Regions from separate parts of the Callithrix jacchus genome. Here region 1 is linked to region 2. Evidence: chromatin contacts called from public Hi-C data. All regions are on one chromosome and are shown on one strand. Each heading gives the region's core, a stretch centred on a gene start, on an enhancer-like site or on the middle of the called end of the contact. The rest is flanking DNA. Distances are from core to core; before and after follow the strand shown.

Evidence for each region. Hi-C and Micro-C count contacts between places; a contact is called where the count stands out from the background.
Region 1: a contact with region 2 is called in a Hi-C map of skeletal muscle, with 2.8 times the contacts expected there. The contact joins the enhancer-like site here to the promoter of FOXO3 in region 2. A contact is called at or near these places in 3 of 3 Hi-C or Micro-C datasets (induced pluripotent stem cells and skeletal muscle).

Annotation. Positions count from the first base shown.
Region 1 is chr4:115,003,183-115,008,134 of calJac240_pri, forward strand. It overlaps ARMC2 (armadillo repeat containing 2), which reads left to right. Exons shown (of 19, transcript XR_013534472.1): 6 at 732-808. Among named protein-coding and RNA genes, the nearest start is that of ARMC2, 45 kb to the left of the region's middle. Within about 2 kb of position 2,474, at least 2 of the 16 cell types and tissues checked have an H3K27ac peak or open chromatin away from gene starts, as enhancers often do. A contact at or near this core is called in skeletal muscle, where this site is marked.
Region 2 is chr4:114,676,314-114,681,347 of calJac240_pri, forward strand. FOXO3 (forkhead box O3) reads left to right here and starts at 2,932. Exons shown (of 4, transcript XM_078369905.1): 1 at 2,932-3,122; 2 at 4,195-5,034.

The DNA of each region.
Region 1 (4,952 bases), core at 1,224-3,723, 330 kb after region 2:
AAGGTAAATTAAAGCACCATATAGAGGCCAGGTGCAATGGCTCATGCCTGTAATCCGAACACTTTGGAAGGCTGAGGCAGGCGGATCACCTGAGGTCAGGAGTTTGAGAATAGCCTGGCCAAGATGGTGAAACCGCATCGCTACTAAAAATACAAAAATTATCCAGGCGTGGTGGCATGTGCCTGTAATCTTAGCTACTGGGGAGGCTGAGGCAGGTTGCAGCAAGCAGAGATCGCGCCACTGTATTCCAGCCTGAGTGGCAGAGCAAGACTTTTTTTAAAAAAAAACAAACAAAACAAAACCCAGCAAATAGAGCACCAAACCCACCTTATAAACAATTCTCGATGGTTTCTTTAGAAACTGGGCACAGTGGCTCACACCTGTAATATTAGCAATTTGGGAGGCTGAGGCAGGAGGATCACTTAAGACCAGGAATCACCAGCCTGGACAATGTAGTGAGACCCTGTCTCTACAAAATGTTTTTTAAAAGTATCCAGTCATGGTGGCATGTGCCTGTAGTCCCAGCTACTTGGGATCCTGTGGTGGGAGGATCACTTGCACCAAGGAGTTTGAGGCTGCCGTGAGCTATGACCACAGAACCACTGTACACCAGCCTGGGTGAGACCTATCTCAAAATAATAAATAAGAAACTGTATATAGCAGACTTTTGTCATTTACAAAATTAGAAGTGTTTTGATGTTTGTGCTGAGTGCTTTATGTATTCCTCCTAGGGACCAGGGGGAAAGACATGCAAGGGCGTCATCATGCCCCAGCAGCTCAGAGCTGAGCAGGCTGCAAACCAAAGCAGGTGAGGGGTCCCCACACTCCTTCCTCCACAGCATCTCCACTTGAAGGAAAAACATTTGGACTGATGATATCTATGTGGGCCCACTGTTTGAAAACTTCAGGAAGTTTGTCCAATTTGATCACAAATCAACATTTATTTTTATACATTTTTATTATATTCATACAATCTTACCATCTTAGCACTACTCAACTCTGATGCTTCAAACATCTATAGATGACAGTCTTAATGGTTTTATAGAAATTATTTTGTAAAAGCATTTGGAAAGTTGTAAAACTTGACATTAACATAGTTCTTGGGTTCAAAACTTGAGTTCAAGGCATTGCTTAGCTGGGCACAGTGGCTCATGCCTGTAATCCCAGCACTTTGGGAGGCTGAGGCGGGTGACTCACTTGATGTCAGTAGTTCAAGACGAGCCTGGCCAACATTGTGAACCCCATCTCTGCCAAAACACACACACACACACACAAAAATTAGTGGGGCATGGTGGGAGGGAGTGGGCTGCCTGCAATCCCAACTACTTTGGAGGCTGAGGTGGGAGAATTGCTTGAACCCACGAGGCAGAGTTTTCAGTGAGCCTAGATTGCACCACTGCACTCCAGCCTGGGTGACAGAGCAAGACTCATCTCAAAAAACAAAAACAAAAACAGAAAAAAAGAAAAAAGAAAAAAAGATAATTGCTTACTTAAATGAAACTATGTTAATTTTATTAAGAGTGTCCTTTGGGCCTTTACACTGTTTAATTGAGAAAATATATAACAATATAAACCACACTCTAGAAATGATACAAAATGTATTCGTGCAATACAATATAGTTGTTAGAAAAGTGTAATATTGTAATATTGAGTAAATTCAGTGCAAACATAATATTAGATGAAATATATATTGTTTATGGATACACAGCCATATGGTAAACATGTGAAGTCAAGTGTAATCATAGTAACCAGTGGATTTAGAATGGTGGTAACCCCTGGAGGGAGAGGGAGGAGGGGAGTGGATGCAGGGAGGCACACATCTGTAATGTTTTATTTCAGATGAAAATAAGGGAAAGGATACAAATATGGCAAAATATTGATATCTGACCAAACTAGTATGGGGTCCACTGGTGGTGAATGTTATAGTCTTCATGTATTTTTATACACGAGATTTTATCATACTAAATAATAGATTTTAAAAATTATTATCTTCAAAACTTAATGTTTTATCAATAAAATGACTTTTGCGCCATTGCGAATTTCTTTACTCAGGAAAATCTTAGATATACCAATTTCCAATCCAGCATAGCATAGTTGCTGAGGATTTTTACATTTACATGCTAAAAACATCAGCCAATCCAAACATTGTGTCAGGTTTTTGTGTCCAGAACTCAAAGCTGTGGTTAACAACTATAACCACTGAGACAGCAAAATCTTCAAAAACATGCTGAAATTTTTGCTTGACTTACCCAATTTCCTGTTGAATCATAATTTTTATATTTAGCAAACCATGAACCTAAATGAAAGTGCTTTCTAAAGTATTAGATTGTTGCCCAAAATTGAGACAAATAATAATTTGTGTATCTGTGTGTCTCTTAAAAAGCAATCATGTGATTCCATGCTTCATTTTCTGTAGTAACTCAGGGATGGTGTGTAACATGGAGGCAGGGGGAGGCCCAGGACGAGTGAAGAGGTGGGAGGGCTCTAGCCAGACACAACTGTGCACTTTGGGATTCCTGGGAGAGGGTTGGAAGGAAACCCTCATACCACAGTGTCTGAGTAACTTCTGTTCTGAGAAGAAGCAAATCTCAGAAACATTCAGAAGGGCCCATGAGGATTAAATAAATTGTTCTGCGATTTGTGATTGACCCTTATAATTCAGCTCTTTCTGGATAAGGTATCCATTTTATTTGTCTTAAAAAAACAGGTTGATAGTCATGGTTTCTCACAGAACTTCTCTGTTAAGCAGCATATTGCATAGAAGGTAAAAAATGCAGACTTGAACTTACTGGATCAAAGTTTGTGTTTCTAGTAAATTTAAGTGCGTCATAAATATGTGTTGATTAAATAACTTGTCTGGCTTATTTTCTGGCTTTCATTTGCCTTCATAAGTTGATTTTATTTTATTTTTTAAATATAAAAAATATTTAAACTTTGGACTTAAATATTTGGACTTTGAATAGGTTAGTTGCCTGCAAATATGAGGAACTATGTTTTTTATATTACTTGAATATTTATGTTTACCCTTAGAATCCATATCCATAAATTATCAAAGTTAAGGCAGATTCATAAAAACAATGATCCAAAAGATTGAGATACTAGTCTGCAAACTATAGTTCCCTGAGCCTGATGGGAAGCCAGTTAGAGTCTTTGTTTTGTTCGTGTGAATATTCATATATTTTGCTACAGGGTGCTGCCCAGAAGACCCTACTGGGGTGGTTTGTTATATGCAACGTGTATACCATGTTGACTTTTTAAAATTTGTATGTTTCTGAATCCCAAACCACATCTGATTCCAAAGGTTTTGGATAAGGGATTGTGAATCTGTACTGATGTGGACTAATTTTTTCTAAAGACTCAATGTAATATATTGTGCTGAAGTCTTGCATTGAGTTAGATTAGATTATCTGAAAGCTTGCTATTAAGGCTATTTACTGCACTGCAAATGTTTAATAATAGCTTTCTTGACAACCCCTTTCTATTTACTTTTGCTGCTTAGGTGATCTTGGATGCCCTGTGTGGGTCAGCTGCTCTTGGCAGTAGGAAGGGTTGATCAAAGGCAACCCTGGACTTGCTGCAACTGGGAGTGGCCATTTCTAGCATGCAGTATAACAGGGGAAGGCCTGTGTGTTGGATGGAATAAGTAGATTGTGCAGCATCCCTGCTTCCCTTGGGTGACATCAGCACCATTTGGTGGTTTGAGGATTCATTTCAGAATTCAAATGAAAATTTTAATATATACTATTATGTGTTATCTTTGGATTCTTCTGCTATTTATACAGATAATCGTGAAGGGACTTTACTGGATTTCTTGATGCAGAGAATTTTATTTTAACTGTGTTAAAATTATTAATATGGATATTAACTAAGGTATACACATTTAAGATGTGTTGCATATATTTTTATCTTCAAGAATAATAAGAATGCATTAGAGACATTGGAAAATACAGAAGAGCACATAAAAGAAATTATTAACCCCTAATCCCATTATTTAAAGATAACCAGTTACCCCATTTTACAGAAGAGAGGTGAAGCAATTTGCCCATAGTCAACCAGCTAGTAGGTGGCAGAGCTAGGATTCAAACCCAGATGGTGTCTCCAAACCTGTGCTATTAACAGGCCACCTGGTCACCTTGTCCTTTGTTTAAAGTAACCTGAAAATATACAAGCCATACAGGCCATACACCCGTTTGCTCTTCTCTCGGTCTCTCTGTCTCTCTGTCTCTCTCTCTCTCTCTCTCTCTCTCTCTCTCTCCCCCCCTCCCCCAACCTCTCACCTTCTGATTGTTCCTGATTTCTAACTATTTGTGTGACATTTTTAGGGTCCAGACACCTTCTGTGTGGACGCTTAATTGGTACCAGGTCTACCCTGCCCCAAGAGGGCATGGACTCCCTGACCTGATATAGACCAAGTGCCAGGGAAAGGACTGAAGGGGTGGTCTTTAGAGAAGGGAGACTGAGGAATACATCTCCAGCACTCTCCAGCATTGTTCAGGAATGCCTCGGCACAGTTATGCCACCTCCAGCTACAGTCAGTGTTTTAGATCTTGAGATACTGCCTGTGTGAGATATAATAATAATTTGCAGTTTCTAATATTAGTTACATTTATTCTCCCCCAACATTAGTCTGTCTGCTAGTTTGCTCCAAGTCAGCATAGCTTTGAGATCAAGTGCAGAGGCTGGGAAGCTATATGACCTTGGGCAGATAACTTACTACATTTGGGTTTCACTTTCTTCACCTGCAAAATGGGGACAGTGTGGGAACCTCCTCATAGCGTTACTGCAAAAATGAAATGCAGGCCTCCTGTATCTAGAGTACACAGCCAATGGCTGCTGTTCCCTACAGCCCATATTCACAGGCAGCATCTACTCTTGATGGCTTGGTAGCATCACACAGTCATGAGATACTGCAGGGGTGGTTACCTGTTTGTATACTTATTTAATCAGGGAAA
Region 2 (5,034 bases), core at 1,682-4,181:
TAACTTTCTAACATGTCTTATCCCCCCAAGCAAGCTCTTTGAGGGAAATGGCTTTATCAAGTGCCTGCCCCCTATTCCTCACCGTGAAGCTCACAATGCTCTGTTAATCCACTAAATCTTCACTCTCTTGGAATGCCCCTGGGATATGCGTTCTGTAAATGGACACTCAACATGTTTATAGTGAAAATCTAATGGCTGAGAGCCCAGCCACTGTAAACACATTCTTTCTACTTTTGCAGGTCTGCACTCTAATGACAATATTGCTTAGATTCAGAGAATAAAACGTGTGGATTTCTTCTACAGTGTTGTAAGTATCAAAAGCCAGCAACGGAAAATTCTTACAATTTTATGCTGCATCACGATGCGGGGCTCCGGGTGATCTAGCTCCCAGTCCTTCCTGCAAAGCTGAATACCAGCATTTAACTACTACCATCCCCAAACTGCACCTCAAGCACCGACACTCGAAGCCGAGTTGTGGTCGTACATCACCGTCCACATTCCCAGTATGTAAACCATGCAAACTCGGAGCTTCTCTGCGGGACAGGCCTACAAGGAGAGGAGAGGTGCCTCAAGAGGAGCAACCGCAGTAAACAGTAGAGCCCCCGTCCCCAGACTTCCCCTTCCAAGGGCAGCCCGAAATAGCAGCAGCGCATTTGTACGTGGGCAGAGCCACATGCCCACGAGACAGCCACATGTGAACTGGGGGCATTCGGTACAAGGGAGCGAGGACACAGGGCACGTAGGGTGCTGAGGGTCCACCTCGCGGCCAAAGTATGTGTGCCAGTGTGTGCGCGTGTGAGATCTACTCCAGAACCCGTGGCCGAGGACTGGCGCGGCTTCGTGGGCGAAGTCAAGCAGAAGGCTTTGTTTCCTGAATGAGAATGCGGGAGCCGAGCTGGGCGCAAAGACGGCGGCGGGAAACCATAGTCTCCGCTGCAGCTCCTGCAGCGCACGAATCTCTCAATCAGCTTCTCTGGCCCGAGCCGCCGGCTACACCAGCGGCGCGCAGTGGGTACAGCCCGGCTGCTTCGCGAGCAGCGCCCGGAGAGGCCGCGCCGCAGGGCCCGCCGCGTCCCCCAGCCAGCGCGGGCGGCCCCACGCGCCCGCCACTCGGCCGCGCAGCCAGCGCCACATTCCATTTAAAAATAACACCCACGTGCGCTGGTAAACAAGCGCGCGCTGCTCCCCAGGCCGCGCGCCCAGGCCCAGCCCGTGTGGCGCGCGCCCACCCTCCTCCCGCACGTGTTTGCCGGCGCCGCTCAGTCCCCGCCCCCTCGCGGGTCGCGCCCCGCCCCCGAGCCCCCAAGCCCCGCCGCTCTGGGCCCTAGAGCCCCCTACCAGCAGGTGCGCCCCGCCGAGTGCGTGGCAACTTTCCGCCCCGACGCCTCTTTGCCGCGGCCGTACCCACCGCCCCAGGTCGGCTTCCTTCCTCCCGTCCGCAATCCTCTCGCATCCACCCTTCCCCCCCGAACCCTCCCACCGTCAGCGCGCGAAGGATTGGTTTCTGGTGCGCCCTCTCCCTTTTTCCCTCTCCTCTTCTTCATGCCTTAGAATTTTACTCGATTGTTTATTATTTTCTGGGGGCGGGGGCGGGGGGCGGAGAGGGGCGTCTGGGGCCTGGAGACTGGTGGCCGCGGCCAGTCAGCGCGCGGCGTGCTTTGACGAGTAAGCGGCGCAGCGAATGGAGACGCGGCAGAGAGCTCCGGGGTCACGCGCGTGTGAAGACGATGACATCATCTGTTTGTACGCGTCGAACTAGCTTGGTGCAGGGGCGGGGCCGCGCGTCACTTGAGTGACGGGTGCTGCGCAAAGCCCGGAGCCCGGAGGTAGCGGGGCGGGCTGGCTCCTGCGTACGCTGGGCTGGACCTTTGTGTATGGGGGTCATTACAGAGCCCGCTTCTACACTCTGAGCTATCTCCGGTGACTTAGAACTATTTTTTTAAAAAAGATATTTATAAACTACGGTGTCTATACTTTGGGTGTGCATGTCGCGTGTACTGCATTCGTAGAGTACAAATAAACGATTTGGGGCACGGATCGTAGAATAAGGACTTGTGCAGATGTTCTGAGCCTAAAGGAATCCGTCTTTTCTGAAAAGTCAAAAATGCACACTTAGCAGTTTTGTCGTCCTTTACAAATTAGACTAAAATTATTTTTCCCTTCTCCAATCTGCTCATGAATGTAGGACGGGGGTGGGGTTTGCATTTCTTCCGGAGTTAGTTACACCTGTCCCCCGTTTGCTATGAAACCCATGAAAAGTAAAACACAACTGTGGTAGGTGAGAGACTCAGTGTAAACCTTTTGGTGCCCGATCGCATCTGTGAGCATTGGCTTATCAAAGTTGTGCAGGCACCAACATCTTCGCCGTTCAGTATTTCCACGCCGCTGTAACCCTGGTCATCTGCGGTCAGCATCTTATCTCGGGTGTTACCTGGTGTCGAGTTCTAACCGGGAACCGGACACCGTGGTGAGACCAGAGCCGGGCGAGCGGATGCGCAGGCCCGGGACCCGTGGTGCCAGGAGCCCTGCCTGGTTTCGGGGAGGCCAAGCCGCTGCGCTCCTTGGAGCGTCGGGGGCTTCGCGCTCCTGGCGTTCCCTCTTCTCCCTCCTCTCCCCTGTCTTCTTCTCTCGGGCCAGCGCCGCGCTTTGTTGTCGTTGAGGCTCTGGGGAGGGAGGAGCAGCCCAGCGGGAACGACAGCGAGAGCCCGCCGAGTCCCGGCCCTCGGCGCGCGCCCGGACACCCACGCCCGCAGCCCCGTGGACCCGGGTCGCGCAAGCGCGCGCGAGCTCACACTCGCGCACTCACGCACGCCCGCCGCGCGCCCAGCCCGTCGCCCAACCCTCCCCCTGGGCGGGGACCCGCCCGCCGTCAGCTTAGGTTGAGGCGCCCTGCGTGTGTCTATAACTTTGTGCTGCTGCCGCGGCCGCCCTGCTCTTGAAAGGGAGGAGGAGGAATGTGGAAGGCGGCGGCGCGCGAGCTGACAGGCGGTTCTTCGGGCGGGCTGCGGCGACGGCCCGAGCGCTTCTCCTTCGCCGAGGTTGCGCGCCCCCTCCTCGCCGTGCCCCGGGCCCGCGCGGGATCGTGCATCGTCCCGCCGCGTCCCTGAAGGGAAGGAAGCGAGGTAGGCGCCGGAGCCGTGCAGCGGGCGGCCGCCTTCCCGGTGACTCCGGATCTGCTTGCGAGCTGGGCCGGGCTCTTCCCTTTCCCCTCCCCGAGCCGCGGTTTGCGCGCCCCCCGTCTCGCCCGCTAGTGATTTTAAAGGACTCGAGGGAAGGGGGAAACTGTCAAGATGGCAGCAGCGGGAGCAAGGAGGTGATGAACGTGCTGGTCCGGGTTTTCTGGCAGCCCGGGAGACTTGGCGCTTCCCGACCTGTTGGAAGATTTATGTCCCGACTCGCTCCCTCCCCCGGATCCTGACTGGGAAGGGGGCGGAGGGGACGACGTCCGCGAGAATACCAACCACTCAAAACCCCCAAGTGGCCGTCCCCGCCGGGTTCGACCCTCTGCGAACACCCGCCGGGGTGCTGCTCCCCTTCTTTCCGTCTTTCCTTTATTTTTTGGAAGTGACAAGGGTCCATTTGCGCCCAGACCCGCGTTCGTCCTCCGGCCCGCGGGCGAAGAGGGGAGAGGGAGCTGCCCGCGCAGTCCCCGGGCTCGGGCCAGTCGGCTGATTGCGGGGTGACAGGGGGGTCGCGGAGGCGGCAGGGCGGGGAAAGGGGAAAAGAGCCGAAGATCACACAGACTTGAGCGGCAGCGCCGCGGGAGGCACTAGAGCGAGCTGGAGCGAAATATAAACAAACGCACGCACGTCCGAGCTTGGGCTCCGACCGCGGCTCGGCTGCGCCTGCACGGGCCGCTGCCCGCTTTAAAGGCGCGGCCGCCCCTCCCCCGGGTGCCCCTCCCCCTCCTCTCCGCCCCACCGCCTAGTCCGGGAGGGACCTGAGGCTGGGCGGCGGGGGGAGGGGGCTGCCCCGCGCGAGGCCGTCGATTCGCTCGCAGCTCCCCCGCGGCCTGGCCGGGGGGCGGTGTCTGCTGCGCCAGGTTCGCTGGCCGCACGTCTCCAGGTCCGCCTGTTCCTGGTAGGCGGGCGCGGCGCGGCTGGGAGGCGGCAGCTGCGGGCTAGGACTCGCCGAGGACAGGGCTCCGGCCCGGGATAACCAACTCTCCTTCTCTCTCCTCTCGTGCTTCCCCAGGAGGCGGCGGCGGCGCCCGGGAGCCGGAGCCTTCGCGGCGCCCACGTTCCTCCCCCGCCGCACCCCGCCCCGGCGCGAGAGCCCCAGCCGCGGGCTGGCGGGCGAGCGGTGAAGATGGCAGAGGCACCGGCCTCCCCGGCCCCGCTCTCTCCGCTTGAAGTGGAGCTGGACCCGGAGTTCGAGCCCCAGAGCCGGCCGCGTTCCTGTACGTGGCCCCTGCAAAGGCCGGAGCTCCAGGCGAGCCCTGCTAAGCCCTCGGGGGAGACAGCCGCCGACTCCATGATCCCCGAAGAGGAGGACGATGAAGACGACGAGGATGGCGGGGGCCGGGCCAGCTCGGCCATGGCGATCGGCGGTGGCGGGAGCGGCACCCTGGCCTCTGGGCTGCTCCTTGAGGACTCGGCCCGGCTGCTGGCACCGGGAGGGCAAGACCCCGGGTCTGGGCCAGCCCCTGTGGCGGGCGCGCTAAGCGGGGGGATGCAGGCGCCGCTGCAGCCTCAGCAGCCGCTGCCACCGCCGCAGCCGGGGGCGGCTGGGGGCTCCGGGCAGCCGAGGAAATGCTCGTCGCGGCGGAACGCCTGGGGAAACCTGTCCTACGCGGACCTGATCACCCGCGCCATCGAGAGCTCGCCGGACAAACGGCTCACTCTGTCCCAGATCTACGAGTGGATGGTGCGCTGCGTGCCCTACTTCAAGGATAAGGGCGACAGCAACAGCTCGGCCGGCTGGAAGGTGCGTACCCACCCCTGGCTGGCGGCTGGACCCGCCGGGCCTTTTGCGCAGCGCGAGACGCTTCTTGGATTTGTCGGAGCGTGCCTGCGGGCTCCAGGGCAAGCGGGG